Regions from separate parts of the Triticum aestivum genome. Here region 2 is linked to region 1. Evidence: chromatin contacts called from public Hi-C data. All regions are on one chromosome and are shown on one strand. The core of a region is the stretch at or near the end of the contact, and the rest is flanking DNA. Distances in the headings are between cores, read along the strand shown.

Region 1 (5,296 bases), core at 2,524-5,023:
TGAGCACAGATTCTCCGTAGTAAGTATCTTCACTCCAAAACTTTGTCCCAAGTGACAACAAGGCCGGCGGACTCGCCTTTTTGGAAAGGACTGATGAGAGTCAAATCAACCTTTTTCAATAGGACAAAGTTTTTAATTAAAAATGGCGCTAGCACGCGGCTCTGGGAGGATACTTGGCTAGGAGAGACACCCCTGGCGCTTCAATACACATCGCTCTATAGTATTGTTCAACGACGCGACGCATATGTTGCAACAGTACTTCAGTCCGCCCCCCTCAATATTCAGTTTAGGAGAACACTAGCCGATAATCGTTAGGAAGCTTGGCTCCATTTAGTGAGTAGACTGATGGATGTCCAACTGACTCAACAAGTCGATCAGTTGCGCTGGAAGCTTACTAGGACTGGGGAGTTTACAGTTAAATCGATGTATCTCGATGTTATCAATTCTAGTTCCATTCCTAGTTCCAAACACATTTGGAAAACCAAAGTTTCGTTAAAAATTAAAGTATTTATGTGGTTTGTACATATATATAAGTCATCTTAACCAAGGACAATTTGGCAAAGCGCAACTGGACAAGACCTACTAGATGTAGTTTTTGTGATTGGGATGAAACCATCAAACACCTTTTTCTCGACTGTCCGCTGGCAAAAGTGCTATGGCGGACAGTGCACATAACTTTTAATATTACTTCTCCGAATTCTGTCAGCACGTTATTTGGAACGTGGCTTGACGGGATAGAGGCCGAAACAGCGAGACACATTCGCGTAGGAGTATGTGCTTTATTGTGGGCAGTCTGGAATTGTAGGAATGACATGATTTTTAATAGAACAACAAATTTTTATTTTTTGCAGGTTATTTTCCGAGCCACTGCGTTGATCCGTATGTGGTCGTTACTCACTCCGACGAAGGCCAGGGAGCATTTGGTTACTGAATCTATCCGTTGAGAGATGGTACCACGGGATATTTTCAACCGGTTTGGATGTCATGTAATAGGATAGGCAATTAGTTTTCTTATCTTGTTTATGCCGCCCGGTTGTGGTGGTTGCTGTTCTAGACTCTTTGTGAGCTTTTTTTATTTTCATTGAGACTTTTTAGACCTCTGCTGAACTATTTGCTTTCTAATAAAATTTGACCGTAATGCATCGTTATGATGCAGAGGCCGAGGAATCCCTCTTTCCGAAAAAAATGTCAAAGTAAAATTTTTATTTAAAAAGATATAAGGGACAAAAGTACTCCCTCCGTCCCACGATATAAGACTTTTTTTCAAGCTATGTAGAAAGCACACCGGTTTTATAACAAAAGGCGTCTTATATTACGGAACAAATGGAGTATATAATAACTAAAAGACACCTCTCGCGTTGCCACGGGTTTTGGGCTTTGTAGAAAGCACACAATAATACACATGAATTTTTTTGAACAAAATGAAATAAATGAGTGCACTATAAACTATAAAGAGAACAAAATATAGAGAAAATATCAAGTCTAGGATCATTAAGAACTCAAGATACATGTTGGATTATCTTCAACTTACCTCGGATACAATACAAACATGTTTCTGGATTCTCATTTCCGCAAGTATAAATTAAGTCAACAACAAGAGCATGCATGCAATCCAGCAAAACGCCCACCACATGCTATATCAGAACTAAAGTTGATTCAGTAGCTCTGTTCAACCCGCCTTAGCTTACCAGTTGTTCGGATGAGTAGCCAATCAGTGGAGAAAACAAACATCTACTCTTTTTAAAGATGGCTTTTGTGTTTGGTGTATTAGAGATTGAATCCTATATCTATATGACGCCCGCATGCGTCATATAGTTGATTTCTCGCTGAGGACTCCTCCTGACGGGCCGGTCCACATAACGAGTGTTTCTATATTTTTTCTGTTTTTTCTTTCTATTTTTAGGTTTTAGTTTTTCTTCTGTTTTTTGGGCTTTAATTTTCTTTATAGTTTTTGCAATATACGGTGAACTTTGATTTCCAATATACCCATGAGCATTTCTTCAAATACACACTGAACTTTTTGTTGTACACAGTGAATTTTTTTCAAATACACACTAATCTTCCTTTAACATATGATGAACTTTTTTTGCTGTGTATATTGAACACTTTTGGAAATATGATGAACATTTTAAAGTATATGATGAATTTTTTTAATATACACTGAAAGTTTTTTAAATAAATGATGAACTTTTTTTAACACATGAGGAACGTGTTTTAGTTGCACTGAGCATTTTTTTAAACATTGTTTGCGCTTTTAAAATATTTTAAATTTTTAAAAGGTGTTCAAAATTTCAAAAAATGCTCGTATTTTTAAAAAAATGTTCACATTTTTCGAAAATTGTTTAGAAATTTCAAAAAATATTCGTATTTTTGAAACATATTCATATTTTCTGAAAAAATGTTCAAAAAACACTGTCTGCTATAGTGTCCATTCTCTACCGTGCGTCGGCGATGGATGAGTTCCGCCTCGTGCCAAGCACCTGTGCCATCGCGTGATCGTCATCTGACCTCGCGCCTTCGCCTCGTCTTATCACTTGCATGTGCAACAGCAGACTGGAACAAGAGCGAGAAGAGCGGACGAGTGCTGCTTACAGTCGATCAAAACTTGTTGTTTGTTAATTTGTTGTTTCTACATCTCAAAGGTAACCTTTCTCGTAGTCCTTAGTTCCTAATTTGTTGTTTGTTAATTGAAGTTCACGCCGAGAGTTGTTTTTTATAATCCAATCATTGGATGGGATTAGTGTCTTGAAAATTGCACTCTTAGTGCTTAATTTTGAGACGACGCAAAAATCAAATTCATATGTTTATGGATTGCATTCCCATCGAATCCAATTTGCTCGGTTTGGATTAATGATTGCTGAGGTATCACCAAAACAGTTTCGGTACCTTTTTTTTTGCAAATTTCAGTAGATTTCTTTTTGCAAGAACTAGTCTATTTTTGGCATAATCAGTTTTTGATTACAACATGGGACAGGTATATAACTTGTTGTCGAAGATCCTGATTTGCTTGTTTTCTTGATTTGGTAATAATGTGGATCAAGATTAATAGCCTAGAAATCTGTATATGCGTGCATTGGAGATGCTTCTAAATTTACATAAATATACATAGATTTTTTGGATGCTCAAGAGCCGAGGCCAAATTTATATTTATGTTTAATGGGTCCTCAAGATGTCAGGACCGGCCCTTCACCGAGGCCCTCGGGGAGGCGTTTGCTGTGAATGCAAATGCGACGACGGGTGGCGTCACAAAAAAATAAATTAGATCTTTCGAATAAAAGTCAAATCATCTTAAATTCTGAACAAATCAAAACAGTGATTTTGCTCTCTAGCGGTGCTGCAATGCACGCACCTCCTGTGACGCTCTCGTTGCAGCGCAACTTTTCGTCCCCATATGTCCATGCTCTGCCATGAGCCCATGATCGATGGGCGCACGGCCGGGTCACATCGTTCCGTTCCTTTGGATTTGGAGATGAATGCGACGCTGCGGAAGCACAAACGCACTATGTCCGGACGCGTCACGGATCCCGTGCCAAACTGAACCAAATCAGACTCCTACTCTCACAACACGGCCACGGTTGTTGGCGGCAGTGGTGGATCTAGAATCTTACCAACGTGGGGGCAAGCATGGGAAAAGATGATTGAATGGCACAAAAATGAGCATAATGTATATAAATATGCACTAGTAAAGGTAAAATTGCAATTTTCCCCACCATTGGTTGGCGGGGGATGTGTTCGATTGGTGCGGCGATGCCGTTGAGATGGCAAAGCATCAACGTCGGAAACTTATCCCTGAAGATATATATTCTATTGAGCTGAACTACACCAGCAACAAGATAGATGCTATTGAAATGTTAGTTAAACCATGTGAGTGGTTACTTAGAACGAGAATCAGAATCAGATCAAACGAACACATATACAGTGATACACGTCTAAAAATTGAGTTTGTAAGAGTGATGTCCCATCAAAGAAGAAGGAAAAAATGGTTAAATGACCATTGCCGATTACTTCCTCGGTTCCAGAATATAAGGTGCATGGATTTCCATGCAAGTCAATTATATGAATGTTTGGCCAAGATTATAAAATAAGATAACAACATCTGCAATGCCTAGTAGATAAAATATGAAACTACTTTTCATGATGGTTCAAATGATATAAATTTCGTATTCTGAATGTTGATATATTTTTCAAAAAAATTGATCAAACTTGCACTCGTTTGACTTTTAAAAAACAAATACTTATAAGGGAGTATATAAGATGATGATGCGATTTGGAGGCGTCGGCGCTACCATATGGTGCATGCTTTGGAATATTGATTGATGCTGGCGTATACTCTCGTACTGCGACGATTGTGCGACACGTGCTCGTATGTTCAGAAGTTGTTGAACTGTCCATGCCCACACCGCCTAAACCCAACGTAGGTAGAGGCAGAAGCAGACACGATCGAGCATCAAGATTCAAGAGCCGCGAGAGTATATATAAACTGCGAACTGGTTCCTTTTGTCTTCTGCGGAAAGTGACTCCAGCAGCTGGAATCTTGCTGAAACTTCCCGGCAAATCGCGATAAGTTTATTGGGAATATTAATTCTTATCTGCTGATCTTGCAGGGTCGGGGTACTGCTCTTGTGAGCGGGTAGGAGTAGGTTCGTTGCCGTTGTATCATGGGCGGAAGACGGGACTCGGTTGGAGAAACGGAAACTACGGTCTGATCTCGAGCGAAACGGGATGAAAACAGAGTGCTTCTGTGCTGTCTGATCACGAGCGAAACGGAAGGTTCCTTTCAGTTTTTCATTTTTTTTTCAGTTTTGCTTAAACACATCTAGATGTGTTCTAAATATTGCACATCCAAGTCCTATGTTATTGATTTTACGCTAAGATTTGTGTAATCATTTTTTTTCTCCTTTTCTTTTCCTTTCTAATTTAATTGAGTCACTTTGATGTGTAATAATTAGAGCATATCCAGATGTTCCGTAGACAGATTCTTCTTTTTTATCTACTTTATTTTCATGATTTAGTTTTCTGTTTGCAATTTATTTTTTTACTTTTAAATTTATGAATATTTTTAACATTTATAAATTATTTTTTCGAAATGCAGGAACATAATATAAATGCTTGAATATATTTAAAAATTCATAAATATTTTATTCAAAACCATGAACATTTTTTTAAAATGTGAATATTTATATTCATCGACGTAATTCTTGAATATATTTAAAAAATTCATATTCATAAACGTTTATCAAGTTACCAACATTTTTAAATCCGTGAACTTTTTTTTGAAGAAATTGTGAACAATTAT
Region 2 (4,751 bases), core at 179-2,678, 310 kb before region 1:
CCTATCAATCCTTCACTTACTGTCGTATTGTGTAGGCCTTTTTTTTACTGAACTAGGACGTTTGGCAATGGTTCTCGCTTTCAGTGAAATTTCTAAATTTTCATTAACTTCGGGACACATTGAAATAATTGTCTTTTGGTCAAATATTTCAGTAATTTCAGTGGTAAACAGAAATTCAAATAATTTTAAATTCAGTTTTACACTCTGAAAATATTTGGTTCGATCTCAATTTAATTCAAGTGCAAATTTCGGTCCTCTCATCGAAATGAAAACAAAACAATGAATTTCACTGAAATTCAATGATTTCGACAATGGCTGAAATATTTCAGAAACCCGAAATTTAAATCCATGATGTCTCCCAGGGCTGGTAACTTTGGAACTTAGAATAAATTGAAATTATGTATTTTAAATTCTTCAGAAAGATTCCACATGTACATCAGTATAGGTAGATTTACCCTCCTTACCGCCAAATTTCATTACAAAATATTCTATTTGTAGGTACAAAAAGAACATACAAATATGTAGGCCCACAATATCATCTTTATTCCCATGTTCTAAGAATACAAATATGTGGATTTATATGTTGAACTATGACAAAAACTTTCGCAGCCTGCAAGATAGACAATTATGTGGATGTATAGCCTACAAATTCTTGATGAAATTATTAAAAGAAAATATTGAACATCTACAAGTACATGCATTTTCCCATGATTTTTGAAACTTTAAAATAATTTTGTTGTTTTTCTAGACCTGACTCACTTGAGTGCGGGGCCGGGGAACATTGAATAATTTCTTTTGTTTTCTATTTTTATTTTCCTTCTAATAATATCCTCTTGAATATTTCATGATCGCTTTCAATTCCTCATATTTATGTTTAATTACCAATATAAATAAGAATCGGTCATTTTCCATCTTTTTTACTTCCATCATGTGATCCAAACTATCAATAAATTTATTTCTTTTCTATGTGACTACTGAAGCATGCAGAAACTGTTTTCCACAAACGAAACAAAATCCAAGCCTAATTACCAAAGTAAAGAAGTCAGATATTCTTTAGTGTTCCGCTGCAAAAAGGACATTTTTATGAGTTCAAGAGAGAGCAGAACGACAAAGAGTGTAAGTATCATCCAGTTACTTTATAATTAGTAATATTTGGTTACCGAAAAGACGAATGGTTACCCAAATATTTTTACTTTGGTTTATTTGGGTAACCATTCGTCTTTTGGGTATATACCATTAAAACCGAAATTCAAAAGGATAAGGAGAGTTCATACCATACCAAAACCAGAAATCATAAAAACTATGATTTTTTTTGGTTCGGTTTATTTTTTGTATGGTTTTTTTGTTCGGTTTTAAATACACCGAGTGATCTGTGGACTCCAGCCCGCTGGAATGGCCCATTTGGGGAGGCGGCTGACGCGAGCACACGTTAGGTCTCGCTATAAGCGAGACATAGCGCGGCCCGACTCGGCGCCTGAAGTGCTGCTTAGGAGATCTCGGAAAACAGTGTTTGCTCCACTGGGCCTCAAGCATTTTAACGGGCTGGGCTTTATTCTTCTACCAACGTCCTCTCTAAAATGTCAGAGGAATGTTATTCTTTTGTTTTGTGCTATCTGTCCTTCACTATACTGTCAGATTGTGTAGTTTTTTTTACTGAGTCAGGACGTTCGCCTCCCTGATTAGTAAGTTTGGAAATAACTAAATTGAAATTATGTATTTCAAACTTTTCAGATACTAGAAAAGATTCCAAATGTGCATGTAGATTTGGCCTACTTACCGTAAATTTTTATTAAGAAATGTTTTATTTGTAGACACATACATAATACAAATATGTAGACCTACAATAACATATTTATTCTCATGACCTAAAATGATAAATATGTGGATTTATATGTTGAACTATGACAAATACTGCTTTTAGCCTGCAAAAAAAGACATTATGTTGATTTATAGCCCACTAATGAAGAAAGATATTGAGCGTCTACAAGTACATGTAATTCCCCATGATTTTTGAAACTTTAAAAATGTATTTTCAATTTTTCCAAACCAGGCTCATTTGAGCACGGGGCGTGGCACATTGAGTAATTTCTTTTGTTTTCTGTTTATTTTATTGTTCTAGTAATGTGGTCTTGAATATTTCATGACGCTTTTAATTCCTTATATTTATGTTTAGTTAGCAATATAAATAAGAATCGGGCATTTTCTATTCTATTACTTCCATCAGAACTACCAATATGTTTATAGTAACTTTCTTTTTCCGTGTGACTTCTGAAGCATGAAGAAACTGTTTTTCCACACACACAAAATCCACAAAAAGTGCTAGTTACTGAAGTAAAGACGTCGGACATCCTTCGGCGTTGACGAGAGAACAAAACAACAGTGAATGCAACTATGCAAGTACCATCCAGTTGCTTTAGATTTCGTCATAGAATAATTATAGCACAATTCATGTTCGAAAATTTCACCGTGGATACCCCTGTTATGTTTGGTAAGATGGAAATTACGTTCTCATGCAGCAGTGCCCTCACAGTCATCAAATTTTGAGACCTTTTACAATACATCAGATCAATATAGGCCGTTTACTTTTATGTTTGGATGGCCCAAATTTGAAAATACTACTGCAGATTTTCGGTAGTATATTTTGTGATCAGGGGCAGTTTTGGCAGTACTGCGGCCAAGACGGAATTAACTCGCGTAATAATAGCATCAGAGATTAATTGCTGTGATTAATTGTCTCCTACATGCAGCATCAGGCTGGTCACAATGGGCAAGAACATAAGCTAGTAACTTACACACTTCCCTAGACTATGTTACTACCTCCATAGTGGGTAGGAACTTCTATGTAGTGTCATGCAGCGATGTATTTATTAGGTTATAGACTCATTATTTCTTGAAGTGTGTGATGTTCCGGTAACTTAGCTAGTTACCACAAGCACCTCTTTCTTTATTAAATATGTGTCACATAAGCAAAGTTGTATTAAAGTGTGTGATGTTACTTCTAAGTTCTTCTTCATTGTGACCAGCCTCAAAGGACACCTTTCGCGTTCTAGTTTAGTACGCATTGGCCATCGCATGCATTGCCGCATTAAAGAGAAGAATTACTAGTTCAGAGTCGAGACATGAAAGCGGGCTCATTTGGAGAGGAGACTTGTAGAGGAACCGATCTATTATTCGACAGAATGAGGGCCGACAGGCGGAGCGGAGCGGCTGCGCCGTCAAAGATCATGGAGCGGCGACCGGAGGCCAGGAGACGGACCAACCGGCCCTGTGCGTGTAGACGGCCGCCGGACGGCTTCGGCTGCTGACGAACTACCTGAGAATGAAGTGCAAACCTACGAACTAAGATGAAGGATAATTTTTTTTACAGATCTGATTACTTAGGTTATTAATCATTACAATTAACATTAAAAAAAGATAAATCTATCCTAACAGCCAATTACCAAAATTTCCTAGGGAGAAAAAAACCAAAGATCAATATTGACCATTGGATCAGTTATATACTACCCACTATTTCCGGTAGTACGTATGATGCACCGTAAAAAGTCTCCAAATTTTAGATGTCTAACCTCATTCACTTCTACATATCTAGATAAGACTAGAAAGGTGACCACGTAATTAGCCAACACCAACACATGAAAGCTCTTTACAGATGATGGCGCCCTCTGTTGCATCAGCATAAAAAAAACATGGTATAATCTAATGTGGTACTCCCTCCGACCAAAAATACTTGTCAGAGAAATGGATGCATCTAGATATATTTTAATTTTAAATACATCCATTTTTATCTATTTATCCGATAAGTATTTCCGGACGGAGGAAGTATTAAGAAGTGTGAACTGTTTGCCGGCCATCTTTCTAACCCGTCACGCTATGGTTATCCTGGCAAAAATTAGCTTAACAATGCGTTGCTTACGGCAGATATACCCATGGAGTGAGTGGCTTTGCCACTCCGCTGCCTGCCAATGACACCATCTTCCTGTGCTAGTTGATCAGTATCCCTTTTGCTTTTGCGTGGAAACTTTCTTGGAGAAGGTATATATCTCATCTTCTTGTCGAAGGCTTCGATGAATAAAATATGTGCTGCAATGCACCATTTTATTTCTGTAGCAGATGATGTTGTCTCATGTGCCTTCACTGCAGGACTTCACTGGGGAAGGATTTTGTGTTCTGCTCTTACTTTTTTTTTAGACAAACTCACAAAGCTTTTATTCATCCGTTACACAGTTTATAGGGACGAAGCAAAGATCTTCAGGCTGGCCTAACCAAACATGGCGGCCGATCTCAGCGTTAAAGCATGCTTTGCAAGTTTGTGGGCCTCGACATTTGAGATTCAAAATTCGTGTAAGAAAATGCAAGAAATAAAATTCCTAGACGACTGCTCGATCTCGAGCACCACTGCACCATAAGCTCCACTCCTAACCGCCTCCAGTGCCACCTTGCAATCTGAAGCAACTGAAATTCTTGATGCATATAGATCACTTGCTAGAGCTAGAGCTTCTCTTATTGCCAAAACCTCAAGAACGGGTCATCGATATGCATGAACTTAAGCGACGATGCCCCCTGGAATAGTCCCGTCTCATCTCTGCAAACGACTCCTACTGCTCCGAAGCCTCCGGACCTAGATATCGCAACATCAACATTGATCTTCAGGTGAGCACTTTGGGGTCTGATCCATGCTGTTGGTCTCGGTGCAACTGGTCCCTGAACTCTGGTGGTTGGTTTTGCAATGCCTTGGATATCAACCAGAAATC

Evidence for each region. Hi-C and Micro-C count contacts between places; a contact is called where the count stands out from the background.
Region 2: a contact with region 1 is called in a Hi-C map of leaf, with 8 times the contacts expected there. The contact joins two enhancer-like sites. A contact is called at or near these places in 4 of 5 Hi-C or Micro-C datasets (leaf and an unstated tissue) and 1 of 1 datasets of contacts at active chromatin or transcription factors (leaf).

Annotation. Positions count from the first base shown.
Region 1 is chr1A:330,810,913-330,816,208 of IWGSC CS RefSeq v2.1, reverse strand. No RefSeq gene overlaps it. Among protein-coding and RNA genes, the nearest start is that of LOC123048921, 15 kb to the left of the region's middle. Within about 2 kb of position 3,773, at least 1 of the 8 cell types and tissues checked has an H3K27ac peak or open chromatin away from gene starts, as enhancers often do.
Region 2 is chr1A:331,118,373-331,123,123 of IWGSC CS RefSeq v2.1, reverse strand. No RefSeq gene overlaps it. Among protein-coding and RNA genes, the nearest start is that of LOC123048921, 290 kb to the right of the region's middle. Within about 2 kb of position 1,428, at least 1 of the 8 cell types and tissues checked has an H3K27ac peak or open chromatin away from gene starts, as enhancers often do.